7 separate regions of the Mus musculus genome follow, and regions 1, 2, 3, 4, 5 and 7 are each linked to region 6. A link is a contact called in public promoter capture Hi-C data. All regions are on one chromosome and are shown on one strand. The core of a region is the stretch at or near the end of the contact, and the rest is flanking DNA. Distances in the headings are between cores, read along the strand shown.

Region 1 (3,571 bases), core at 520-3,019, 1.5 Mb after region 6:
ACGACCACCTTTTTCCATGACCCCATCTCCAGAATGGGAGGAGAACCCAGGCATCCTCTGCCCTATCCTGAGCCCCAAGCCTGTTCTCCAGGAGACAGCAGTGGACCCAGCTTCCCTGGCTCCGTGCCGTTGTTGGGGGAGTCTAGACCCTTGATTCTCCACCTTGAATCCTCAGGTGCCCTCCCTCTACCCCACTGGCCCCAGGGAGGGGCAGTACCCAGGAGGCAGGCAGGCAATGCCAGTGGAATGTGTGTGGGCATCAGAGGGCACGGGCAGGGTGGGGCCGAGGGGGGAACTGGAGGTGCCAGTTAGGTGGCTTTCTGAGCCAGAGGTGGGGGTGTGCCCCGGGGTTGGGGGGGCGTGTCCTATGCTGCCTACCAGTTCTAAGCCACTGTGTGTGTGTGTGTGTGTGTGTGTGTGTGTGTGTGTGTGTGTGTGTGTTGGGATAACCAAGCTCCGAGCACCCTGGACACACACTCCCCTTGACCCCCTCTAAGTATCCTTACTGACAATGGCTGTGGTCCTCAAACCCTAACTCAGTACCCGAAGAATAACCATAAGGGCAGAAGCCTCAAATTTGAGGAGTAGGATCCCAACTGCCCCGGGTTTAAGCCCTACAAGAGGGAATTATTTGAGCATTTTGTCCTTGAGTTCCCTCCCCGAGACAGACATCCCTGCTGCCCCATCCCCATGACCACCAACTAAGCATATTCTTACCCTCTGGCCTCTGCAGAGAGTCCCTCCTACATACTGGGCCAGGCTGAGGTGAGGGACCTGGTGGAAACTGCTGGAAAGGAAAGAGGCGCTGTCAGTGGCACTCCAGGACAGGGGCTCTCCTGAACCTGTCCGGGCGTTATAACTCTAGCTTTGTTCCACTGGGGCCTCCCCTTGAGAATATTCTAAAAGAGCTCCCCTTCATTGGCTCACTTGTGCAGTAAGGGATAGATCAGAGAGAATCCAGGTTCTGCAGTCCAAACTCCACAGACCACTTTACCCACCTAGACACTTGCTAGAGCTTTCCTAGTCCCCATACAGAGCCCTGCCAATCCACTGGAGAAAGGGTACTTGGACCATCAGATCCACCCTTCAGTATGCCCCCGCCCCACTCCGGTGGAAGAATGCCATCCTTTCCCAGAGGAGGAAAACCCGTCTTCTCTGACATTCCGAGTACAGGAACATTGGTTCGCTTGCCCAAGACTTTCCTAAATGCTCTCCTTCAATACTCACCAAAATCAAGGGCAGACAACCCGGCCCATCCTCAGTCTGTCTAAAAAAAAATCTCCCCTTTCTCTTCCCGGGTCACGACTGACCCCAACTTGGGGCAGGAAGCCTCCGCATAAGCTCGGCTAACAGCTTGGCCACCCCCGGAGGGAAAGGACCCCAAGGCTCCCGACGCCCCCGCCCCTGGCTCATTTCAGCAGAGGAGCCCCGGCGTCCGCGGCCGGAGGGCGGCCAGGCGGGCGAGCCGGCTTCCCCGCCTGACTCACCTGGAGGGGAGGGCGGGGGAAGGAAGGCCGCAGAGCCCCGAGGTCCCGGCGTCGGGCGGTCTCGGGGATGGAGCACCGCGGTGTTAGTGACTCGCGGTAATGGGGGGCTTCAGGGGGGCACGGCTCTAGGCTGGGACAATCCCGGGGCCTCTCGGAGCCCGCCCGCCCACGTGACCGCCCCAAAATATCCGACACATTTTCTCCCAAACCGCACACTGACTCCGCAGGCGGGGACACGGAAAATATTTTCTTTCTTTTTCTCCCTCCCTACCCCCCCCACCTCCCTCCCTGCCTGGCTCCCTCCTCCTCCTCCCGCCCTCGCTCCTCCCTCCCCTGCCGCCTGCCCCTGCCCGGCTCCCTCCTCGGTGCCCTGGGGCTGGGGGGGGTGGTGGCTGGGGGGGGGGAGGACTGGGCGGGGCGGCCCAGGACGCCTGGGTCTCTGCCCCTCCCATTTGCTAGGCTTCCGTGGCTCCATCCCCGGGAGGCCGGGCAGAGCTGGCAGAGGTCAGTGTCCTGGGCTCCATGATGCCAACCCTTTCTCTCTGGCGCTATCCCCCTTCCAGCCATTTGGGGAGACTGAGTTGTCTTTAGCCACGCTGTATTCTGCCAGGCCGGTCTCTGGTACCTCCCAGGGTAGGCAGTGAGAGACTTGGACACTGCCAAGACGTGGAGTGATGGGGCAGGAGTATACCAGAGGAGAAGGCACTGTCCCCTTTTCTTAGTTAACCTCCACCTGCAGGTCAAAGCAGTATCCCTTCCTCTGGCCTTCTCTGTCCTATGGCCTAGGAGCAAACTGGTTTAACTAGTGGGGGTTACGATGAAGGTGCTACGAATTGGGTTCACAGGCTTCCTCCCTCTCATTCTGCCTGAAGTTGACTCCAGGAGTTAAAGCGCGTGGGTCTCTCGCTGCCAATATCGTCCCCACCTTTAGACTTGGATTTAGAGGGGGAGAGGCTGGCTGGGAGGAGGGCTGAAAGAACTTTAGGGAGGAGGGGGGATGGGAGGAGCCTTGCGCTGGGTGTGAGGGAGAAAGCCCAGGCGAGGGTGTGTGTCTGGCTCAGCCAGCGAGGCCTGCCTGGCTGCCTGGTAGATGCGCCACGAATGTTGTTGACGCTGGGTCTCTAGAAGCCCAAAGTCTGTGTCTAATAGGGATATTCTCTGTCTCCAAACAAACCGAGGCTGAAAGGCTCTCGAACCTAGAGAGGGAAGCCAATAGTTTGACTTTATACCACAGAGCACAGAGCCAGAGAAAAGTGAAGTCCTATGCACTCTCACAGGGATGGTCACGACTCCAGAAGAGGAGAAAGCTCATTGGACGGGCTGGGCCAGGCACTAGCCCAAAGGACCATCCTCAGCAACGCTCCCAGAGTGGCCAGCACCTGGGGAATGGGCCCCTGAATCACATCACATTTTCCACTTTGGAATTACTCAGCTCTGGTCTTGCTGTCACCCTAGGGGCCAGGCATCCCCCTCCTGGGAAAGGCTTTTCTGGGTAGCCATTATCAGCTAAAGGAGAAGGGGAAAGAGAGGCTTGCTGTGGCAATCCCAAGAGACCAGAGACGTTGTGGGGGAGGAAGGGGGGGAGCACAGACGAAACTCTGCCTTTCGCTCCAGGGCTGGGAATAGGTACTCCAGGGTCCCGTCCCCAGGTGGCCTGACTGCTGTTGACTTTGCCGGTTACCCTGGGAGCAGCTCTTAGCAGTGTGGGAGGGGTGTGTGTCCGGGAGTTGGACCCTGGCATTCAGGCTGGGGTGGGATAGTGAGCTGCCTGTGTGGCAGGGATCCTGCCAGGAGGCTGCAAAATTAACCCCTCCTGCCCTGCCCTGGTGGTGGCTGGCGGAAGGAGGGGCGGGCCCAGCTGCGGTTTGGGAATGTGGCCCTAATCCCCCTCCCCACCCCACCCCGGCACATCTGTAGTTGGTTTACAGTGAATGAGTCTCCTGTCCTCATGAACCAGGCTTGGGCACCATTCCCTTCCTGCCCAGGCACTGGGACACAGACCCAGGCACCACCCTGCTCAGCTCTCTGCACTGGTTCTTCCCTTCAGGGACTTGACCCAGAGACCAAGCATCGGAACCCTGAGA
Region 2 (3,495 bases), core at 544-3,043, 1.4 Mb before region 6:
GGTTTTCCAAACCCCACTGTATTTACAGAGCCCCACCCCCTACACTCCTCCGGAAAACACTCTGACTGGGAAAGTTGTATCACCGCTGAGTCAAGACCACAGACTCCTGGCTTTCTGGTACAGACACATGATCTGATCCACAAAGACCTAGGCAGAGCTTGGAGAGCTTGAGGTGATTTACACAGAACATTGATTCCAGGAGTCCTAACCCAGCCCTGTGCCTTAAACCAGGGACTCTATGGAGGTGGTGCAGATACATCACAGGTGTGCAAGCATACTGATTTTTTTTTTTTCCTCCTTCTTCCTTGGGGCAGCTGAAGGTCATAATTGATCCCCTCCGGGTGTGCCCTGATATTAAGCGCCTGCCAGGGGCCATCCTTTCTTGCTTCCCCTGACACACCTCTGTGGAACATCCTGGACTCTCTCTGAGTCCAAGTTGGTGCCATTGAGATGATGATGTGAGGCTCCCCACATTGCAGAGGCCAGGATCTCTAGACAGCTCCACTGCTGCCAACAGATCTAATCTCCCTCTTCCAAGGCAGATGAAATCCAATAAGGCTGCTAAGTCTACAACTTATCCCTCCTCACGGGCAAAGTCAGTCCTTCAGACCGTACCAACAATACACCAGAATTATTACTATCTCCTAATAGCTCTTTGGGGGAAGAAGTGAAAGCTATTTCCCCAAGTTTTTCAGATTTATCTGTTAGCGTTATGTTCATTTTTTTTTTAAAGCTTCATGTTGAACATGGTCCAGCTTCCTCTCAGTGATACCTGCTACTAACCTCTCTATTCAGAGTCACTCACATCAACGTCCAAGCCCCAGGGCAAAGGAGAATCAGTTCGTCTTTAGAAACCATCCCTTTTGAAACCACAGAAGGACTACAAAGAACCACAAGCAACGGTACACGAACCAGTCACCAAAGTTTAACATGAAACGAGGGAGGATAAAAAACCAGGCGGGATGGTTTGTGTATTGTTTCAATTGGGGGGAAAAAACTGTCTAGTCAAATGGCTTATCCACATGTTCAGCCTAGGCAAATCCACTATAACTTAGCAGGATGCCTGCAGGCGGTCCTGAAATAAGTAGAATGGCATCGCTTCTTATCCCACCCCCCACCCCCATGGGCAGCCAGCCCCTTCTCCAATCCCCCCTTTTCCTCCCCGAAACATCTGGTCTGAACGCGAGACCCGCTCTCATGAAGGAGGAAAAATGCCTGATTTTGGCTGGGGACCCAACAGCTTCCGAAACCGTCCCACCAGCGAGGTCCCGGGAATGGAATTCCGGCAGCGGACCGGGAAGTCTGAGGGAAGTGGGGAGGGAGGAGTCTGGACCTCGGGCAGGTCCCGGGCTTGGGGACCCCTCCTCCCCGACCCCCGACGGGCCGCTCCGAGCTGCCGGCCGGGCCAGGCGTTGACGGGGCTGCGGGGGTGGGCGGGACCCGGCGGGGGCTGTGGGGGCGGCGGGAAGGCAGCAGCGCCGGTCTCACCAGCACTAGGGCGAATCTCTCTTCCAGCTCGCACGGCTCGGGCATCGGCGTCTTGCCGGGCGGCAGCAGCAGCGGGACGGAGGGCGGCTCGCCCGGGCCACCGTCGGTGCTCTCCAGGTTGCCCATCGCGGCGGGGCCTCCTCCGGGCCTCAGCCCTCCACCTCCTCGCCAGGGCCCTCAGCCGCTCCGACCTGGCTCCTCCCTCAGCGCCCGCTCCCCAGGCCCGATTCCTCCGCCCCTCAGGGGGCGCCTCGCAGTCCGGCGGGCGGCGGCGAAGCGCTCGACGCGCTGAAGCGCGCCTTATTCATGCAGGCCACGCCCACCGCCCACCGCCCCGCCCGCGCCTAACTGACAGCCGCGCCTCCCAATCACAGAGCCTCCCGCCCTCGGCGGCCTCGCGCCTGGCTGCGAGCGCGCCCTGGTGGCCCTTGGTGGGCATCCAATCGCTGTGTTTGTTGGAGGATGTAGCCACAGAGCGCGGACTGCAAAGTTAACTGGGAACACTAGGGAGACCACCATCTGTGACTCAGGTCTGTTCATTCCAGCACTGGAGAGGCTGCGGCTGAAGGACTGCTTGATTGGAGACCAGCCTGAGCTACATAGCAAGACTGTCTCAGAAAAAAAGCAACTTATCGTGAGAGCCATGTATATAACCCCGGAGAAGTCACACCACCACCTTCTGAGCTTTTGTCGACTGGAGGGAGAAATTTGCGCTTGAAAGAATGATTGAAATTAGCCGGGCGTGGTGGCGCACGCCTTTAATCCCAGCACTTGGGAGGCAGAGGCAGGTGGATTTCTGAGTTCGAGGCCAGCCTGGTCTACAAAGTGAGTTCCAGGACAGCCAGGACTATACAGAGAAACCCTGTCTCGAAAAACCAAAAAAAAAAAAAAAAAAAAAAAAGAATGATTGAAATTATTCCTGTGAGGGCTGGAGATGGCTCTGCTGTTAAGAGCAATGGCTGTCCCTCTGGAGGACCTGAGTTCCATTCCAAGCAACTACAGAGCTGCTCACAACTGTCTGTAACTCCCATTTCCAAAGGATCCGCGACACCTTCACACGTGTGATACGTAGGAAAAACACCTAGAAAATGCACGTTTTTAAAAAGGTGATTGCTGTGACCTAATGTCCATTTCGGCCTGGCTCACAGAGGATTTTATTATCCAAGGATGGTATCTCTTTTTCTGGAGCCTTACACAGACTTCTCCAGGTCTCAAGTTCCTGTACAATGCAAACAGTAAACCATACAAACAGCATATCAGAGAACAGAGGTTAGACTGTGGAAGTAAATGCCTTGGATTTGGTAGAAAGCGATCTGTTAGGTCCTTCCGCTGCTCACAGCCCTCCAGCTCTGATGGAACCGAAGACTGCTGGCTCACCACTAGACTCTGCTGCACGCCACACTGTGGCAATGCCTGCTTTCTGGAGAGGTCATGCATGCCCTTCCCTGGACTTGGCTTTAGGAAGGATGGGATTCCATCCAAAAGAGACTCGGGAGGGAGATATATTTGACACAGACATCCAGGGAGGGGAAAGGCTTCTTCCTGACAGACAGAGACAGGTGAAAGAGGCATTTAGAATAAGACCTTATCAACTGGTATGAAAATAGGAGAACAACTCTGCTCTGGCTTGTCATTACTAACAAGGTGATGGGCTTCTGTCATTTCTGTCAGCCTTTATCCCTCTTCTTCTGGTGATAGAGAAGTTCTCTTTTAGAGAACCACTAGATTCTGTTTTTGGCTGAAGTGCAGCTGGACTTTGCTCCTATCAAGGAGCAGGACTTGGCCCAAGACTGCCCAATGTTAGAGACTGTAGGACTAGTCAAGGCTGTAAAGGAAGAGTCAGGAAAGAGGCTCTCTGTTCCTGGAGCTTGAGAATTGTTAACCCATAAACCTACAGCTATTCTTGCTTACCTTGCCATCACGTCAAGCCCAACCTGCCTGAGAATGAAGCTAGTACATGGAGAACAGCTGCGAGGGTAACACAGACTCCAGATGACTGGAAACCAG
Region 3 (4,058 bases), core at 1,200-3,699, 1.4 Mb after region 6:
TAAGACCTGGGGAGTAGTAGAGAATAGTAGAACACTCAGGGGCTGGGGCTGGAGAAATGGCTCAGCGGTTAAGAGCACTGGCTGCTCTTCCAGAGGTCCTGAGTTTAATTCCCAGCAACCACATAGTGGCTCACCATCTGTAATGGGATCCAATGCCTTCTTCTTGTGTGTCTGAAGACAGTGATGGTGTAACTCATATACATAAAATAACGAAATCTTAAAAAAAAAAAAAACAACTCAGTAGCTGACAGCTTGTCTAACATGAGCCAGACCATGAATTCCAACAAGTCCCACTATCAAAAATATAACAACAGGGACTAGAGAGCTGGCTCAGCAGTTGAGAGCACTGGCTGCTCTTCCAAAGGACCTAGGTTCAATTCCCAGCACCCTTGTGGTGGCTCATATTGTTACTTCAGGTGGCCCATAAGCATCAGTAACTCCATTCTAAGTATATTCCACACCCTTGCCTGGCCTCTAAGGGTACCAGGCACTCAAGTGTTACACAGACATACACGTAAGCAACACATGCATACACACATAAAAACAAAAAATTTAAATATCTAGTAATAAGAAACAATAACAAGAGTGATTATCTTCAAGAGCTTGGCTAGAAGAAAAAATTATGTAGTTTTGTATTCTATAGACTGGCAATGGATTAGGTGGTTCTTTGTTTTCTAAAGATTGTGGGGGCTGGAGAGATGGCTCAGTGGTTCAAATCCCAGCAACCACATGGTGGCTCACAACCATCCGTAATGAGATCTGACTTCCTCTTCTGGAGTGTCCAAAGACAGCTAGAGTATACTTACATATGATAAATAAATAAATCTTTAAAATAAATAAACAAACAAACAAATAAATAAATAAAGTTTGTGTATCTCTAGCTGGTAGAACTTGCTATGTATACCAGGTTGGCCTTAAACTCACAGGGATTGGCCTGCTCTGCCTTTCAGGTGCTGGGATTAAAGATATTTGTCACACTCCCCTGCTTTTTTTTTTTGTTTTTTGTTTTGTTTTTTTATTTTTCCAAGACAGGGTTTCTCTGTGTAGCCCTGGCTGTCCTGGAACTCACTCTGTAGACCAGGCTGGCCTCGAACTCAGAAATCCACCTGCCTCTGCCTCCCAAGTGCTGGGATTAAAGGTGTGTGCCAACAACACCCGGCTACACTCCCTTGCTTAAGCTAATGTTTAAAACTGTATGATTGTTTCTGATGTGACTCTGTCCATGCAAGTTCAAGAGCCTGTACACACCTGGACTGCTTATTCCTTTAGAAGCAAGGTCTCTTCCCCAACCTGGGGCTCTAATTTTCTCAGTTAAGGTGGAATCCAGCAAGTCCAGGGGATTCTCCAGTCTCCACCTTTGTCAGAGCAGGCTTGTTAACCTGGAAAACAGAATCCAAACTCTGGTCCTAGTTTCCCAGCAAGCACTCTTAACAGCTGGGTCATCTCTTCAGGTCCCTACATTTGTTTTAAAAACATTCCTGGTGACATGTCTCTCCATTTTATGTCAGTTTCAGAATGACCCTAAGGGAAATGGAACTTACTTTAGTGGTGTAAAAGGTACAGGACTGTGGTTAGGAATCCATATGCTTTTTGGATAGTGTCTTACTGTCACTTAAACTCACCAGACAGCAGTTAGAATAGAAACTGGGACTTAAGTGGAATTCACGTTTCCTTCTGCCAAGTGTGCACTTAGAATAGTCCTATCTTTTAGCAGAACTCCTCTCTAATGCTACAAGTGGGGCGCTAGTATTCGAGGATAGGCTCAAATTTCCAAAGGGGGCCTGGCCCAGAGGACAACACGCACTTCCAAATCTCCAACAAGACTAGTCCACTGAAGGGAAAAAAGGCCTTTTCTTGAAAGGAAGCCTAGTTTGGCTAGGTCAAGACTGCGGGGCCGGAGCACGTTTGCCTTGGCTATTGAGGGAACTCACTGAGACTCACATGCAGATTGTGGTTTAGTGTGTACCGCAGGACTGCGCAACGGCTCAACTCTCCTCCCAGCTGACCTCAGTCTGCAGGTCTGCACCCCACAGCAGCAGGCACCGGAAAAACAGACCTCACCAAGCTTTAAAAAAAAGATCAGAGGTACGAACTGTCCCGGCTTCTACCTGGGGCGTCAGGAGAGAGACGGAGATTCTGCAAGAATCAACCAGCGCACCTAGCGAACCTTCTCAAAGAACACTCAGTACCTAAAGGTTCCCTAAAGGTTCCAGGCGAGCCTGGGAGCTGCCCTCAGTGAAGATGGCGGCCGGGGCGCTCGCGCGCCACGGCGCAGGCGCCGCCCTTCGCACCACCCTCCTCCGGTCCTCCGGGCCGTCCCCCTCCCGCTCGCCAGCTGCAGCTCTCCGCGCGTCCCCAGCCTCACCCCTTTTCGGAGGGCCCCCCCTCCTGTCCCGGCTCCGGAGCCCGGAAGTGGATGTGGCCGCTTGGCAAAGAGGGGGAGGGGGACGGAGAAGTGCTTCCGGGGAAACGGGCCCCGGGTTGGTGTTTGTAAACTTGCCTCGGTCCCGACGCGGGGAGCGGCGGCCGCGGGCTTGGCACGGGGTGCCTGGGGCCTGGAGGGGGCGCCGCGCGGCGGAGGAGACGGCGGGAGGCCGCGCCAGGCAGGTAGGCGCGCGCCGCGGGGAGGCAGCGTCGAGCGGGCGGGCGAGCGGGCGGACAGCAGCTCGCAGGCCGTGGGGCGCCGCGCGCGAGGGGGGAGGGGAGCGCGGCGGAGGAGGGGCGCGCGGCGGAGGGAGGGGGCGCGAGGGGAGGGCCGCCGCCGCCCCGCCCCCCACCGCCCCGCCGGGAGAGGGGGCCTTGCCCGGGAAGGGGGGGGGAAGCGCGGGCGCGAGCACGCAGGTCGCGCGCGGCTCGGCGCTCCCGGGGCTGCGCGCTGCGGCTGCCTGCAGAGCGCGCGCACACACGCCCGCCCTCCGCCTCCGCGGCGGCGAATTTACGAACCTTCGGGCGGACTCCGAGCGACGCTCACGTGCGGGCACTGCCAGCCACCCCGGCGCTCGGCGGAGGCCTCCCGAGCTTCCTTCCAACACAGTTCTGCCCTCGTCTGTGGAGTGCCAGCTTTGCAGGCCGGCCCACTCCGCACAAAAGCCCCAAAGGGCCTCCGCCCCCTTCTTCCGTTCCTAAGATGGCAAATCCCAGCTCTTACTCTCTTGGCAGATCCTCTCTATAGGAGGCCCAACTTACTTTTGCTCCCGTTGGCTGCTCTTTCGGCCCAGGAGGCCAGTTTCTTCTACTGACCTAGAAAGAAAGCTCTCGACTCATGTCCTCCTTTTGAGCTTCAGAACGCCCAGCAAAATAAGTTGAGGGAGCTTCGATCGTTGTTTGGCCTGAAGATGTTACACCTAAGGGCCTCATCTCCCTTTCTGGTTTCAGGTTTCTGGAACAGACCTAGAGCTTCACCAAGAGAATTCAACTTGGAAACCAAGACTGGTAGACTCTCGTTTCTTCCGACAAGAGGCAGAAGTCAGAGAGAGACTGCGGATTCTTGGGACACCTGTTTTCCTTTTGGAGGACACCGAGTTCTTTGAGAAGACAGTTCAATATGGCAAAGGAACTGAAAGAACGGGGAGGAGCCGTTACTGTGATTTGGTGACGGTTCTTCAGACAACCAGTGTCTTAAGGAAAACTGGGACAGAGAACTTCTGAACTTTTTGGGTTCGTTAAGTGAGAAGTCAGCATGGCTCAGGTAAAAAGCTCTCGAGTCCTCCTTCAAGACCGTTCACTGGGAAGCCTCTTTGCAGTGTCACCCTTGAATTCTGCCTTAGCCAACAGTATTGACCATCCCCAGTGAGCCGAGCTCTGTATTAAGCGCCAGGGGGAGATCTAGAGGAAGGAAAGGAGACAGGCCACAGCCCCTGCCTTCAGGGAGCTTCCAGTCAAATGAAGGAGGTAGGCTATATATCACGTCACAGGCACTGATGGGCCATTGGCAAAGCACCTTGTACCCGGTGTACTTTTGGTACGTGAAGTACTCGGGCATAAGGGAGTGTATAGTCTGGTGAATGCTTCATTTGTTTTTTTTTCCCAACAGGAATTTTATTGAGCTCCTGTTACAT
Region 4 (3,483 bases), core at 964-3,463, 1.5 Mb after region 6:
GGCCTTGTCTATGTCGGGCACCTGCTCTAATCACTGAGCTACATCCACAGCCCTCTTTTACACTTTTAATTTTTATTCATTTATTTTTAAAGGCCTGTTTATTTATTTTTTTATGAGTTATTTGTCTCCATGTGCATACATGACCATATGTGTCTGGTGCCAGAAGGGGTCAGAAGAGGACATATGATCCCTGGAGTTACAGGTGGTTGTGAGCCACCATGAGGGCGCTGGGAACCAAACCTGGATCCTCAGGAAGAGCTACAAGTGTTCTTAACTGTTGACCCATCTCTCTAGTCCTCTTACTTTTTATTTTGAAATGGTTTAAATGGCTTGTGTTAGCCTTGAACTCCCTCTGTAGTTCACTCTTGGTACCCAAGATCCTCTTGCTTCAGGCTCCCCAGTATCTAGGATCATAGTTTTGAATTAACAGGCCCACCTTGTAACAAATACTGTTCGTTTTAAAAATTAATTTGTTATACTTATGTTTATAGGTGTTTTTGTCTCTACATATGCCTGGGTACCATGTCTGTGTCTGCTACCCAAATGGACCAGATCCCTGGAACTGGAGTTAGAGAGCTGTGAGCCACCATGTGGGTGCTGGAAATTGAACAGAGGCCCTCTGGGAGAGCAGCCATTGCTGTTTACTGTTGAACCATCTCTCCAGGCCCGCTTTTTTTTTTTTTAATATTTATTTATTTCTTTTATGTGTAGGAGTACACCATAGTTGTCTTCAGACACACCAGAAGAGAGCATCAGATCCCATTACAGATGGTTGTGAGCCACCATGTGGTTGCTGGGAATTGAACTCAGGATCTCTGGAAGAGCAGTCAGTGCTCTTAACCTCTGAGCCATCTCTCCAGCCCCAGGCCCGCTTTTAAAAAGATTTTTTGTTTTGTTTTGATTTTGAGACGAGGTCTCACTAGACAACCCAGGCTGCCTTTGAACTTTAAGCTTTTTTAGCTCCTCAGCCTCCTTAGTAAGTATTCCCTACCCTCTGGTGGTGGGTGATGTTTGGTACCACCCTTGACTTTATAGTGCATCTGAGAGAGCAGGAGTTAGACTACTTGGTAGGCAGGCAGATAAGGGAGAGGGGCCATGGCTAGGAGATAAAGGTGGTCAATTTCCAGGATGGCTGCTTCTTCCTTATGCCCCTGACTTGAGAAAAAAGCTCGGCATTGTTAGTGTCTGCATTAAATATTGCCATTCCCACGCTGAAATTTTCTAGTGGGGGAGATGTCAGTTTTTTCTCTTATTCCCTCCCCTTCCTATGTCTCCCCCTTTCTTTTTCTTCCTTCCTTCCTCCCTCCCTCCCTCCCTCCCTCCCTCTTTCTTTCTTTCTCTCTCTCTCTCTCTCTCTCTCTCTCTCTCTCTCTCTCTTTCTTTCTTTCTTTCTTTCTTTCTTTCTTTTGATTTTTCCTGAGACAGGGCTTCTCTGTGTAGCCCTGGCTGTCCTGGAACTCAGAAATCCCTACGCTCAGTATTTTGAACCCTGTTTCAAAAAACAAACAAAACAAAAGACTGTGAACGTTCACAATGAATTCTTCCCTTTACTCTTCACTCAACTCTATAGCCTTTCTTATACAACCCATGTAAGATGTAGGCTGGAATCCAAACTTGGGAGGGAGGAGAACCTAGGAGAACCCGGAGGTTGTCCCTGCACCCTTTTCAGTGTCCCTCTCCACAAAGTCAGAGTTTTAAAGAATCCCAAAGACCCTGTGTGGTGGTGTACACCTTCAACCCCAGCATTAGGCAGGTGGATCTCTCTTAGAGGCCAGCCTGGTCTATTTAGCAAGTTCCAGGACAGCTAGGATCACGTAGTGAGAACCAGTCTCAAAAAACAAAAATAAAAACAAAAAAATACATCAAAGGCTATTACACCTTTTCTTTCCTAGTAACGCAAAGCAAGCCATGTGGGTTTCTTATTTTAATTCTCTTGAAATTTAAAATCCTGCCTGAGCTCAGGGAATAAAGGCAAGAAAGACTTAGTGATTGACCACCCAACTGCGAAATGACTGTAATTGACTGAGGTTGAAGAAGGAGACTGTGTCCCAGAGTCTTTCCGGTCCAGAGTTGTACCCGCCCCTCCAGGAACACGTGACAGACAGCGCGGCAGATAAACTACAACTCCCAGAGCGCCACGCGGCCGGCCTGCGTTACGCTTTCTCGCTGATTGGTCACTAGGGATATTTGAAAGGAGGTGCTGGCGCGGAAAACGAAGCGTGCCCACCCGGTGCTTGGTGGAGCTCGGGCTGGAGGACGCTGCTAGGCCGGTGAGGAACGGCAGCTTCGAGGGAATTAAGGCACGGAGGGTCTGGTGAGCGCGCGCTCAAGCCGCGGTAAGTGACATTCCCATTGCTGACCTGGGAAGAAACGGGGCGTTTCTGCGGAGGCTCGGCGGCCCCCGAAAGGGTGTGCTCGGCGCCCAGGACCCTGTGGAGACCCCTGCGGTGGCCTGGTGGGACACTGAGGACAAGGAGCGTCCTGGAGGAAGGAACAGTGGACTTGTCAGTTTGTAACGGGAGCCCAGTTTATATCGGCCTCTCCCCGCATAGGATTTCTGGTGGGATTCTTTGCCTGCTTCATCCTTTGAATCCTCCTACAACTTTCAATCCCTTCTTTCCTCCAGTTATTTCCATTACAACCCTTCGCAGGCTTCTACAAACCATTTCGTTGTATCTAGACTTTTGCCATGAGGAACTTCAAAGGAGTCAACTTCGCCACTCTGCTCTGCAGCAAGGAGGAGACCCAGCAGCTGCTGCCTGACTTGAAGGTGGGACCCTTTATGGCTCAGGACACACCTAGTTTCTGAGATTATCTGTGTTTTTTTCCTTTTCCTTTTTTCTTTTTTTCCGAGACAGAGTTTCTCTGTATAGCTCTGGCTGTCCTGGAACTTACTTTGTAGTCCAGGCTGGCCTCGAACTCAGAAATCCACCTGTCTCTGCCTCCCTAGCGCTGGGATTAAAGGCTTGCGCCACCACGCCCGGCTTCCTTTTCCTTTTTATTTATTGTTTTTATTTTTATTTAAAAAATTATTTTTCCGCCGGGCAATGGTGGCACATGTCTTTAATCCCAGCACTTGAGAGGCACAGGCAGGTGAATTTCTGAGTTCGAAGCCAGCCTGGTCTATAGAGTGAGTTCCAGGACAGCCAGGGCTACACAGAGAAACCCTGTCTTTGAAAAAAAAAATTTTTTTTTCCCCTAGGGCTACTAATGTGATCATCTCCTAAGGACACTCTGGTTTATGTTCTCCGTTTGGGAGAGTTATACATCGGTTTTTGTTTACGTTTTATCATTCTCCTTATAGTAAATTTTACATTCTAATTTTATTTATTTATTTATTCATTTATTTATTATATGTAAGTACACTGTAGCTGTCTTTAGACACTCCAGAAGAGGGCATCAAATTTCGTTAGGGATGGTTGTGAAGCCACCATGTAGTTGCTGGGATTTGAACTCAGGACCTTTGGAAGAGCAGTTGGCGCT
Region 5 (3,925 bases), core at 1,194-3,693, 1.5 Mb before region 6:
CCTGCTCATACTGTAATCCCAGCACTTGGGAGGCAGAGGCAGGAGTGTGAATTCAAGGCCAGCCTAGGCAATGTGTTAAATTCCAAGTCAATCTGGGCTACACAGCTAAACCCTACCTCAAAAAACCAAAGCCCCTAAACCACACAGTAACAACAACAAAACCGTGCTTTTGTGCTCTCTCTCTCCCCCCCCCCACTCCCCACTCCCCCCGCCCCGCCCCCCGCCCCCGCCTGTGTGTGTGTGTGTGTGTGTGTGTGCATGTGCCAATAGCCCAAGTTTTAAGTAGATCCACTCAGGTAAAACCAGATGCTTAACTATGCTGTGCAGAAAAAACATCAGGATGAATGAGAGTGAAGTAAAAATTGAGTTTATTAAGATAAAAAAGAGGGCTCAGAAGTTAAAGGTGATTGCTGCCAGGTCTCTCAAGAGCTTGCCTCCTTTATCTTCTCCCTGGAGACAGCCATTTTTGATCTCCTGGACCAGAAAGCATAGTCAAAGGAGAGAACTGGTATTTCACATACTTGTAACAACACAGGTCACACACACACACACACACACACACACACACACACACACACAAAGTGCCCCCCCCCCCCCCCCCAGACAGGGTTTCTCTGTGTAGCCCTGGCTGTCCTGGAACTCACTCTGTAGACCAAGCTGGCCTCGAACTCAGAAATCCACCTGCCTCTTCCTCCCAAGTGCTGGGATTAAAAGCGTGTGCCACCCCTGCCCGGCTCACAAAGTGCTTTTTAAAGGAGAGGCTGGAGAGATGACTCAGTGGGTAAAGACAATTGCCATCAGTCCTGATAACCTGATTAAATCCCCAGGACCCAAATTGTGGAAAGAGAGAAGTGACCCCAGAAAGTTGTCCTCTGGTTCCCACATGGGTGCAGTGAGCACACATGTGTCCCCCTCCGCCCCCCGATAAATAAATAAAATAAAAGCAAGAAAACATAAGGGAAAGAAGAGACTTTAGATTTTTTTTTAAGCTCGGTTTTGGTTTTATTTTGTTTTTGTTGTTTTGTTTTGTTTTGTTTTGTTTTGATACAGGGCTTCTTTGGGCTACACATTTCCCTGTGTATTCCTGGCTGTCCTCGAACTTGCTGTATAGACCAAGTTGGCCTCGAACTCAGAGATTTGCCTGCTTCTGCTTTCCAAATGCTCGATTAAAGGGGTACACCCACTACCACCTGACATACATTAGATTTAAAGTGCATCATGGATTTGTTATTTGAGATCACTTCAAGAAAGACAAATTAGATCTCAGGGGAAAGGGTTTCTTCCCCTCATGTCCGGCTTTTCATGACGTCCTGGGACATCATTTTAAAGATCAGGTCTCTCACTAGTCAGAAAACACAATGTAGGCTAGTTCGGCTAGCCGCTGAGCCCCAGGGATCTGTCTGCCTCTACAACTCAGTGCTGGCTTGAAGAATGAATATAAGAACTTTTAATACAACTATTGATAAAGCCAAATTGTCTATAGACATAAAGAGGTGTTTTCCTGAGTCAGGTTCAGAAACCTACAGAAGGAAACAGGCAACGTCTTGGTCTTTACCCCGGCTTTGGAGGGGTAAAGAGGTGCAATGCCTCCAACCAGGGCCAGCTGTACTAGCCCAAGAACTTGAGCATGCATGCCCATTAAGTAGCTTCGAGTTCCCTTATCTACATAACTGAACGTTTATCTCTCACTGTAGATGTTACAGAGGCAGATTCTGAAAGTAACCCAGCGCTAAGCGAGAGGCACGTACGCACTCATTTAGGGGATTTGTCGGCTTTGCCCGACACATACGGCTGCTGGCACAGGAGTTTAATTAATAGTTCTTGAATTAAGAAATTAAAACTAAAGCCGGGCGTGGTAGCGCACGCCTTTAATCCCAGCACTCGGGAGGCAGAGGCAGGCGGATTTCTGAGTTCGAGGCCAGCCTGGTGAGTTCCAGGACAGCCAGGGCTACACAGAGAAACCATGTCTCGAAAAAAACCAACAACAACAAAAAATTAAAACTAAAGAAAATACGCAGGGAAAAGAGCCGCTCTGTGAACCGCTGTAGTGCCCTCTGCGCGGGAGAAATTAATGGCTCGGTCCGGTCTGGGTGGTGGCCGCGGAGTCGCGGGCAAGAAGGGGGCTGTGAGCCGGGAGAGCCACGCCGCCCTGCGCAGCCAGCGCGCGGTCAGTCCCAGGCCCGCCCAGGCGCGCTCCGCCCCCGGGGGTGGGCCCAGGCGCGCCCCGCCCCAGGGGGCGGTCCCAGGATTCTGCGCACGTGGGGGCGGGGCCTGGCGCTCCGGGCCGGGGGCGGAGCCGGGCCGGGCACACCGGGCCGGTTGGGGGCTCCGCTCCTCGGCGAGAGCAACCGGAGCCCCGGCCACGAAGGGGTGCGACCCCCCCACTGGCCCCGCCCTCCCGGCCGAAGCCCGGCCAATCAGAGCTGTTTTTACTGGCGAGTGGGCCGAGCCGGCCCAGCTGCTCTGAGGCTCTGGCATGGTAACGTCCCCGCGCGGGGGTGGAGAGGCCCGGGGCTGTCTCACAGCGCCCCCTGCGGCCCGGGCTCGAGCCGGGGAGGCGGGAGGGCCGCCGGGGCACCCGGGACCCTGAGGGAGGGCGAGGGGACCGAGGGGTGAGGAAAAGAAGCCCTGTAGGTAGGTGGGGGCGGGGAGTGAGGGTAGAAGGGGCGGGGAGGCCATTATGGTGCATGGCGGGGGGCGGGGGGGCGGGTGCGACCGGGGGCTGAGGGGACGGAGAGCCTAGGCGCTGTGTGAGGAGGAGGAAGGGATGAAGTGAACGGTGGGTCTGTGGAGAAAGGTCGGGGGCGAAGGGAGGGCAGGCGATGGAAACCAGTTGCCAATCCTAGGCTATTTGGCGTGGCCCGTGCCCCTCCCCCAGACCCAGGCTTGTGCCTTTTGGAAGCCCCAGGTGCCCCTTTGGACCTTAGGGGACACCCTTCCTTACCCATCCGTTCTCAAAACCTGTCTCCCGAGGTTAGGAGGGACTTCTGAGGAAAGAGATGCTCCTGGTTTCCACCTCAGAACCGGAGTAGTCCAAGAAACGGAGGAGCAGAGGCCCCTGGGTCCCAACCCTGGCTCTGCCTTCAGACAGACTGTGGTAACTCTGTGTGACCTTGGGCAAGTCACTACCTTTCTCTGGGCCTTGAATTTCCCATTGACTTTTAAAAAGGAAAATGGGCAGTATGATAAACGGACTCTCCATCCGTTGCAGAAGGGGGCGGGATTTGAGGAGGGAATTCAGGCGAAGGGGTTCTAGGATGCGTCAAGCAGGAGGATGTTGGAGTGGAGACCTTCAGCTTGACTGGGGAAAATTTCTCGGGATTTACGGATAAGAGATTTAAAGCTTGCAAGGCTGGGTCCTGGCAGGCCTGGGCCTTGGGAATCCCGTTGGAGAAATGGGAGAACTCTATAAATAGAGGAAGTTGAACCCTGGAAGTTCAAAAACGATGAGAACCAGAAGTAACAACATTCTGTTTCTTCGGGAGAGTGAAGAGGTGATGGAGGATCAGAAGCAAAATGTTGTATTCTAGAAAGATCTCTAGGCTCTTTGTGGGGAGCAGAAGAAATGCTAGGGCTTACACACCAGAGTAGAGGCTAGGAAGTAGGTGGGGGAGGGGCTGGACCTATTTGGGCTCTGCAGGTCAGTGGAGACAACAGGGTGCTAGAGCTCAGCTGTTCTTTGCAGCGCTCTGCATTGAACCTAGGGCCTTGTTAATGCCGGCAAGAACTGTAGTGCTGAACTACTCTGCCAACCCCGTTTCTTTTTGATGATGGCTGCCTCTCTTTGAGAAATATGCCTCTTAGCCTTCATTTTCTTACAGTTCCTTTGGTGAATAAGTCAGTCCAGGCCTACCTAGGATCACCTGGTTGTCTCAGAATCTCAGGATTGGGATTAAAAAAAATGAGGCTAAGAAATGTCATCTGT
Region 6 (3,589 bases), core at 469-2,968:
GATGTGCATGCATGCACATGCGTGTGTGAGTGTGTACATGTGCACATTTATGTGTGTACTCATGTATAAGTATGCATGTGGAGGCCAGAGTTTGATGGCAGACACCTTCCTCAATAGCTCTCCACTATTGTTGTTGTTGTTGTTGTTGTTGTTGTTGTTGTTGTGTTGTTTCAAGACAGGGTTTCTCTGTGTAGCCCTGGCTGTCCTGGAACTCACTTTGTAGACCAGGCTGCCTCAAACTCAGAAACCCGCCTGTCTCTGCCTCCCAAGTGCTGGGATTAAAGGTGTGTGCCACCACTGCGAGGCTATTTTTTTTTTTTTCTAATGTGCATTGGTGTTCTGCCTGCATCTATGTCTGTGTGCTACATTTATTTCTTGCACCTGAGGAGCTCAGAAGAGATGAAAAAATTCCCTGGGACTGGCATTCTGGATGGTTATGAGCCTCCATGGAGGACCCGGAACCCAACCCAGGTCCTCTAGAACAGCAACAAGTTCCCTTAGCTGCTGAGCTGTCTCTCCAGCACTCTCTGACAGAATCTCCCACCAAGTCTGCAGCTCATCATGGATTGGTTGAGACTGAGGCTGGCTGGCAAGCTCCGGGGACTCTGCCGTCTCTACCTTCCCCAGCACTGAGATCACAAGCTTTTGCCTCCAGACCCAGTTTTCCTAGGTGCTGCGGATTGAACTCTGCTCCTCACACTTATATGGTAAGAACTTTTTAGACCGAGCCATTTCCCCAGCTCCAGAGACATTAAGGCCCAATCTTGTTTCTTATTTTGATTACAGTGTGTACTGATGATATGTGGAGATTGAAAAAAAATATTTTTGTGTGAGATAAGGTCTAACCAGGAAGTCTAGGCAGGCTTGAACTTGCTGCTATCCTGCCTCAGCCTCCTGAGGGCTAGATGAGCCTGCACCACCATAAGGGTTGAACTTTGACATGTACTGGGTCATGCTCCTTTCTGCAGTTTTGGCAGAGGCTGAGATTGATTGCCACGATCCCTTTCCCCTCAATGGCTTGGACTCACCTCCACTCTCAGGAGACAGAAGACAAAGGCCCCTTTCTTTCTCTCAAGCTACGGATGGTTAACCTACTCTGTTTCCTTTTAAACTCAGATCAAGTCGAATGCCTTACTCCTCACTTTCCAACCTCGCCTCAGATCGGTTAGTTCCGCTGCTGAACAATAATTCGTCTTACAGTATGTCTTTTGGACACGTTGAAATCACCCTCAGCTCAACCCCCACTGTCTGCTGTCAGTCTTAGACTGGGGAGACCCGAGTCTCAGCCTCTTTGACTGCTTCCTGTCTGCTGCTCTCTAACGCTCTTCAATCTGGCCACTAACTCAAGGGTTAAAAGTAATTTTAGAAGGCTCTCTCTTCTCATTACTTCCTCCTGCCATCTTGGTTTCGGAGGGAAATTTTCTATTAATTTAAAACCCATCTTCCGAGGAATAAAATCAGAACAGGTAAACCTGACACTTTCCCAAGAGTCAGGTGCAGCTGCAAACAGAGGCAGGGATTTTCAGTTCCTAGCAAGCAGTAGGAAGGACCTCGGAGCCCGGAGGCCCCCTAAGGGGGGAGGCGGTTTCTAAGGCAACCGGCGCGGGGAGGGGGTTGGCTCTCTGGCGCCCTCCTCCCTTCTTCCTGGTAGCCCAGGGTACCGCCGGACAGCGTCCTCCCGTGCTCCGCGCGCTGATTGGCTGCTCGGGGCGCCCTCTGATTGGCTGCTGCGGGCGCCTCGCGGGCTGATGGCTATGAAGGTGGCGCCGGTTGATGGTTGACCGATCCTTGGATCCAGGGTAGGGGTCGCTGCGCGTGCGATCGTCTCACACTGGACTACAGGGCGCGGACTGCTGCAGCTCAACCTGGAACCTACCGGCGAGACCAGGCTCCGCCCGGCCATGCCCGCCGGGAGCAACGAGCCGGACGGCGTCCTCAGCTATCAGGTGGGCCCCGCCTCCCGCTCCTCCCCGGCTCAGCCTCGGTGTTCTGCCCACCGCCCCGCTCCTGCCCCAGCCGGGGTTCCAGGCGTGTCCCCGAGGGCAGGGGGGAGGCCCGCACGGGACGCCAGGGGGCGCTCCGGGTGGCCGGGGAGGGTGACCTTGGGCCGAGCCCGGAGCCGCCGGCACTGCAGCATCCCCTGCGTCGCCGGCTGCCCGGTGTCCCGGAGCAGTGACCTCTGTCCGCGGGTCCCGGTTGGCGGCCCACACCGGCTTCTGGCCTTGCCTAGTTATGCTGTAGGTGGACGAGAGGGAATCCAGGGACCTTGCGCGGGTCTTTGTGTTTTGACTCTGTTTCCTCAGTGACTCAGAGGAAACCTTGCAAAGACCGGGAGGCTGGGAACAGCCCTGAGAATGTAGCCGGCTTTGTGGATCCCTCCGTGCTGCCCAGACAGCTGACAAGTTCTGGGTATGGATGCACATGAACCAGGGGAGCCGTGAGGTGTCAACAGCGCCGACACCACCAGCCTTACCTAGAACAACAGGGGCGGCTAATGTTAGGAAGCATTGGACTAGGTGTGAAGGGTCAGTGGGTACAGGTTCCAACCTGCTTCTCATAGGCTTCGCGATCTGAGTAAGCTACCTGTCTCTTGGAACCTCGGTTTCCCCATCTATTAAAATGGAAATATGTGTACGGTTTACTTCACAAGGCTGTTTTAAGGACTCCGTGAAACACAGTTTATTGTGTGATATCCAGTGAGTAGTAGCTTTTTGAATTCTCACACCGGCTTTCTTGTGAAACCCGATCAGGTGTGGTTACTGCTGTGCCAAGAGGGTTTGAAGGAGGGAAGGGAGCTGAGCCGGAGACTAGTACCGAAGCAGGAAGGGTGGCGGGTCTTGGAAGCAAATGCCATGTTGACATCAGGAGTGGGTTCTGGGAGGAGGCATGGAGAACTTCCTGCATGTGGTGAATGAAGTGGGCATGACACACCCTGCCCCTCTTCCCGGCAAGTAGCCTTTGCTTGCCAGTCACAAAAATAGATCTAAGATCTTGGAAAACCTTTCCCCATCTGATCTTATGACATGCTATGTTATAGTCAACCTTTGTTTGGGAGACAGTGAGCAAAAATAGGCCATGCTCTTGCCTCTTCCAGCTGGTAGAAAAGGAGAATTAGCGTTTTTGTTTGTTTGGTTGGTTGGTTTTTTTGCCTTTGGCGGTTCTGGGGATGGACTGCCTTCTACTTGCTATGCAAAGGCTCTACCACTGAGCCATACCCTGGCTAGAAGTAAGAATTGTGTGTGGATGCCTGTGTGTGTGTGTGTGTGTGTGCCCGAGCACTCATGTGGTGGCTGGCCAGAGTTTGATATCTGGTATTCACCTTATTTATTCATACATGTTCTTACACTGAACATCAGCTGGCCATGAGCCCTTGGGATCAGCCTATGGTGAGGTCCTCTCACCCGCCCCGAATGCTGGTATGCTTTAACACGGGTCCTGGGAGTCTGGATTCAGGTCTTCATGCCAGAACAAACACTCTACCTTCCCTGCTTCCCAAAGTCAACCAAACAAAACACTGTAGTCCTAGTCCTCCTGAGGCAGGAGGATTGTGTGTTTGAGGTCAGCATAGACTACATCATGAGACCCTGTT
Region 7 (3,460 bases), core at 552-3,051, 1.5 Mb before region 6:
ACGGGTCATGGGGTGCAGCACAGGTGCTCAGGTCAGGCTGATGAGGCCGACACACGGGGTGGGCTCTGAGCATAACTGCTCCCTTGGCTATCAAAATGCATTGTGCCAAAGAGCAGAAGCTCCACAGCAACTGAGGCAATTGTGGCTCTGCCGAGAGGCACATGGGTGGTGCTGGCCCAGGGGAGGGGGGTGGTAGGTGGCATTGCCGGGCCAAGACCGAGAGACACTCGTGCAAGGCAAGGGGTAGAGTCAGAGGCTGCCTGGCGCCCGAGAGCTTGGGGAGATGGCCGGGCCTCACACTACCTTTGTCCATCCTCTCACAGTCCCAAAGCCTCCGGCTCCAAACCACAGGGCTAGGAGGAAGGGTCCCACAGGCTCATCCAAGGGTTCTGACCAAGCGAGCTTGGATGCTGAGAAGAGAGTCTGGGAAGGAGAGGTAAGGCTCCCTCAGGCTCGGGTTTCCAACAGGCCAAACCTACTGACTGACCAATCCCTTATCCTCGTGCACTCGTGCACCCTGTCTGAGGTAGTGGGAAGAGGCAAAAGAGCTCTACTCTCAATTGCACCTAACCATTAGTAGCTATTACCTGGTCTGATGGCTCTGACAGTTAATCCCAGCATGTGGAGGCGGAGGTAGAGGTAGAGGTAGAGGTAGAGGTAGAGGTAGAGGTAGAGGTAGAGGTAGAGGTAGAGGCAGGTGGATCTCTGTTGACTTTAAGGCCAGCCTCGTCTACAGAGCAAGCCAGGGCTATCTATATAATGGTGAGCCTCTGCTCCAAACAATAAAAACAAAAAATATAAGTAGCTATGTGGGAGTCACTGAGGCCTTTGTGTGAATGATAAAAAGATGTGGGAAAAAACGTATTAGGCTCAGAGATCTCTCTTAATTTTACCAGTGAATCCTAAATTAAGCATTTGGAACGTTAACCAGAAAGGGTCAAGGGATTCCTGACTCATTTGTTTTCCTTTGCCTGTCTACTCAAATCAGCAGCACCAGCCTGCCCCCAGGCCACAGCCTGGGAAGGTAGATGGAATCCCACTATCTCGCTACCCTTTTGCTTTCCCTTCCATTTGCAGCTTTTACTAAAGCGGGTGGTTCCTTCGGACGATTCAAACGTGGTTTGGGAACTGTATGAATACCCAGCGCTTTGGCAGCCCCGCCCCTCCTGACTCCGGCGTCTCGTAGAGCAAAGTTCTGGCTCTGCCTTTAAGGACGCTCCACGACCAGCTCCGTGGGTACCACAGAAGGGGGGTGCAGGTGTCCAGTCCCACGAGCAACTAAGGCAAAGTGCTTGCCCTCCTTCCCTTCCCTCCTCCCGACAGGGCACCCCCAAGGTGAGGGATCAGTGCAGGTCTGTTTCAGGGACTCTGGGGAGCAGTGGTAATTTAGTCAACTCTTCGGCTCCATACTACTGCATCGATCTCGCCATCTGGCTCTGAGGCCCACAGGCCGGTGGTAGCGAACCAGGACCAACTCCCAGACAATTCTCATCCCACCTCAAGCATGCCACCTGTGCGCATGCGTAACACCGCAGGCCAGAGCCTGGCCTGATCGGACTTACGCATGCGCAGATTTTTCGGGGCGATACCGGGGCGGGGCCCCAAATCTTGTTGTGGGGTTGTGCCCCGAGGCACGTTGGGAAACTCCACTTCACCCTCCAGGTCTACTCAGAACACTAGGAGACGAGTCGCGGGGTCTCACCATTCCTAGGCTGCCAGCTCCAACAATTTCTCCGCGGCGACGGCAGGAGCCGCAGGGCCAAAGCCGGCTTCCGTGAGACACATCTACTTCCGGGTTGCGAACGAAGGGTTGGACGATCTCTTCCGGTTCGTCCTGGACCCGTAAGTGGAAGGGGCGTGGCCGTGCGCCTTAGTGGAAACCATTTTGCGGGGAGCCGGAAATACAGCTTTCCCGGTTGGCAGAAGCGCTTAGGGAGGCACCAGGCAGTGTTAATTATAGGAACCGCGGAGGTTTCCGTGTTGGAAAACGCAGCGGGAGGGCGGGGCTTGTGCTGAGACCCCGCCCAGGCGACGCTGGGAGGGGCGGGGCCGCCGTGCATTCGTAATTAGCACTAACCTTGGTAGGTCTCTCTGGACCAAATCTTGTATTGTTTTATCTGCCAGTGTTTTCAGATAAGGGATTCGGTCAGGCTCTTTGCTAAGCACAGGACTGGAGGAACATGTTGGAGAGTTTGCTCTAACTGTGGCGTACAGTACGATCCCGAAAATTCCTGTCTAAGGGGGAGATGCAGGATGGTGGCCGCGTTCCTAAGGAAACACTCCTTAGAAGGAGCGGCGCCAGTTGCTTACGCCAGAAGAACTCCATCTAGACTGCTGGGGTCAGTCGTGGGTAGCCAGCAAACCAACCGAATCCTTTTCAGAGGACAGTGTTCCCTGAGGAAACTGTTTTGAAAGAAAGAACTAGTTCCCAGAGAACAGGAGACGTCCAGACTTTGGGGCCGTGAGAGATGCCCGGGAAAGCTAGGGAGACTGGGCTCTAATAGCTCTTTCATGCCTTCTTTGAGGGGCACAAAAGTGGAGCAGCTCTGGCTGGAGGAGCTTCCGGGAAGAGCGTTTGCCCAGCGTGCCTGACATCCTGAACTTAAGTGTCAAATGGACGACCCTGACAAGTTGCAAGTCTTCTCTTCATAATATACTGTTACTTATTTAACGAGCATGTATTTGCTTTATCGCTCCCAAAACAAAGTTTTCTGGTATACAGTGTGCTTGTTAGAGGTTTGTCAACTTGAAACTAGCTAGAATCTTCGCGCTCAGTTGAGAAAATGCCTCCTTCAGACTGGTTGGTAGGCAAGTCTGGGGTGTGTTTTCTTGTTTGGATAGATGTGGGAGGTCTAAGCAGTGCCTGCCTTGAGGTTCTTGCCCCAACTTTCCTCGGTAATAGACAGTGACTTGAAAGTTATGAGATGAGGGGCTGGTGAGATGGCTCAGTGGGTAAGAGCACCCGACTGCTCTTCCAAAGGTCTGGAGTTCAAATCCCAGCAACCACGTGGTGGCTCACAACCATCCATAACGAGATCTGACTCCCTCTTCTGGAGTGTCTGAAGACAGCTACAGTGTACTTACATATAACCAATAAATAAATCTTAAAAAAAAAAAAAGAAAGTTATGAGATGAAATAGACCCTTTGCTTCCCAGGTCGCCTTTAGTTACAGTGTTTTGATCACAGCAATTAAAAACAAACTAGGACACAGTCTGGTGGGTTGTGCAAAATATAGTGTGGTTTAGTATCTATACAGATGACAATTAATTGGGCTTTCTTCTTTAAAGAGTTTTTGTTTGTTTGTTTGTTTGTTTTTAAGTAGGAGTGAAATACTTGTTGCTTATCAGGCAAGTTCTGTCCCACCAAGCCACATGGACAGCCCTAACAAGGGATCGTTTGGTAAAGAGCTGGATGGGTACTGTTCAATGTTTGTTAGATGTTTTTCTCCTAGGAAAGGCA

The links. Promoter capture Hi-C pulls out the DNA fragments that hold promoters and counts their contacts.
Region 1: a promoter capture Hi-C map of liver shows a contact between it and region 6, with 5 times the contacts expected there. The contact joins the promoter of Rarg here to the promoter of Slc4a8 in region 6. A contact is called at or near these places in 3 of 39 promoter capture datasets (liver, pre-B cells and stem cell-derived epiblast-like cells) and 2 of 115 datasets of contacts at active chromatin or transcription factors (astrocytes and embryonic stem cells).
Region 2: a contact with region 6 is called in a promoter capture Hi-C map of liver, with 6 times the contacts expected there. The contact joins the promoter of Fmnl3 here to the promoter of Slc4a8 in region 6. A contact is called at or near these places in 5 of 39 promoter capture datasets (hippocampal neurons, liver, pre-B cells and 1 more) and 1 of 115 datasets of contacts at active chromatin or transcription factors (pancreatic cancer cells).
Region 3: a promoter capture Hi-C map of pre-B cells shows a contact between it and region 6, with 9 times the contacts expected there. The contact joins the promoter of Zfp740 here to the promoter of Slc4a8 in region 6. A contact is called at or near these places in 2 of 39 promoter capture datasets (embryonic stem cells and pre-B cells).
Region 4: a contact with region 6 is called in a promoter capture Hi-C map of pre-B cells, with 8 times the contacts expected there. The contact joins the promoter of Espl1 here to the promoter of Slc4a8 in region 6. A contact is called at or near these places in 5 of 39 promoter capture datasets (hippocampal neurons, liver, pre-B cells and 1 more) and 1 of 484 Hi-C or Micro-C datasets (B cells).
Region 5: a contact with region 6 is called in a promoter capture Hi-C map of liver, with 4 times the contacts expected there. The contact joins the promoter of Prpf40b here to the promoter of Slc4a8 in region 6. A contact is called at or near these places in 5 of 39 promoter capture datasets (hippocampal neurons, liver, pre-B cells and 1 more).
Region 7: a promoter capture Hi-C map of liver shows a contact between it and region 6, with 5 times the contacts expected there. The contact joins the promoter of Mcrs1 here to the promoter of Slc4a8 in region 6. A contact is called at or near these places in 3 of 39 promoter capture datasets (liver and pre-B cells).

Annotation. Positions count from the first base shown.
Region 1 is chr15:102,255,753-102,259,323 of GRCm38.p6, forward strand. Rarg (retinoic acid receptor, gamma) reads right to left here and starts at 1,770. Exons shown (of 10, transcript NM_011244.4): 1 at 1,488-1,770; 2 at 718-787.
Region 2 is chr15:99,368,689-99,372,183 of GRCm38.p6, forward strand. It overlaps Fmnl3 (formin-like 3), which reads right to left and starts at 1,794. Exons shown (of 27, transcript NM_011711.2): 1 at 1,489-1,794. The coding sequence starts at 1,614.
Region 3 is chr15:102,201,196-102,205,253 of GRCm38.p6, forward strand. Zfp740 (zinc finger protein 740) reads left to right here and starts at 2,450. Exons shown (of 8, transcript NM_001289691.1): 1 at 2,450-2,607; 2 at 3,376-3,891; 3 at 4,034-4,058. Csad (cysteine sulfinic acid decarboxylase) reads right to left here and starts at 3,857. Exons shown (of 18, transcript NM_001359126.1): 1 at 2,944-3,857; 2 at 1,942-2,065; 3 at 1,249-1,379.
Region 4 is chr15:102,294,080-102,297,562 of GRCm38.p6, forward strand. It overlaps Espl1 (extra spindle pole bodies 1, separase), which reads left to right and starts at 2,214. Exons shown (of 31, transcript NM_001014976.2): 1 at 2,214-2,336; 2 at 2,681-2,770. The coding sequence starts at 2,690.
Region 5 is chr15:99,292,795-99,296,719 of GRCm38.p6, forward strand. It overlaps Prpf40b (pre-mRNA processing factor 40B), which reads left to right and starts at 2,444. Exons shown (of 26, transcript NM_001370635.1): 1 at 2,444-2,634. It also overlaps a transcript of Fam186b not described here.
Region 6 is chr15:100,760,029-100,763,617 of GRCm38.p6, forward strand. It overlaps Slc4a8 (solute carrier family 4 (anion exchanger), member 8), which reads left to right and starts at 1,719. Exons shown (of 25, transcript NM_021530.2): 1 at 1,719-1,946. The coding sequence starts at 1,902. It overlaps Gm52175 (a long non-coding RNA gene), which reads right to left. Exons shown (of 3, transcript XR_003951485.1): 3 at 2,661-2,898.
Region 7 is chr15:99,250,160-99,253,619 of GRCm38.p6, forward strand. It overlaps Mcrs1 (microspherule protein 1), which reads right to left and starts at 1,802. Exons shown (of 15, transcript NM_016766.3): 1 at 1,703-1,802; 2 at 304-423. The coding sequence starts at 313. 1700120C14Rik (RIKEN cDNA 1700120C14 gene) reads left to right here and starts at 1,629. Exons shown (of 3, transcript NR_045627.2): 1 at 1,629-1,842.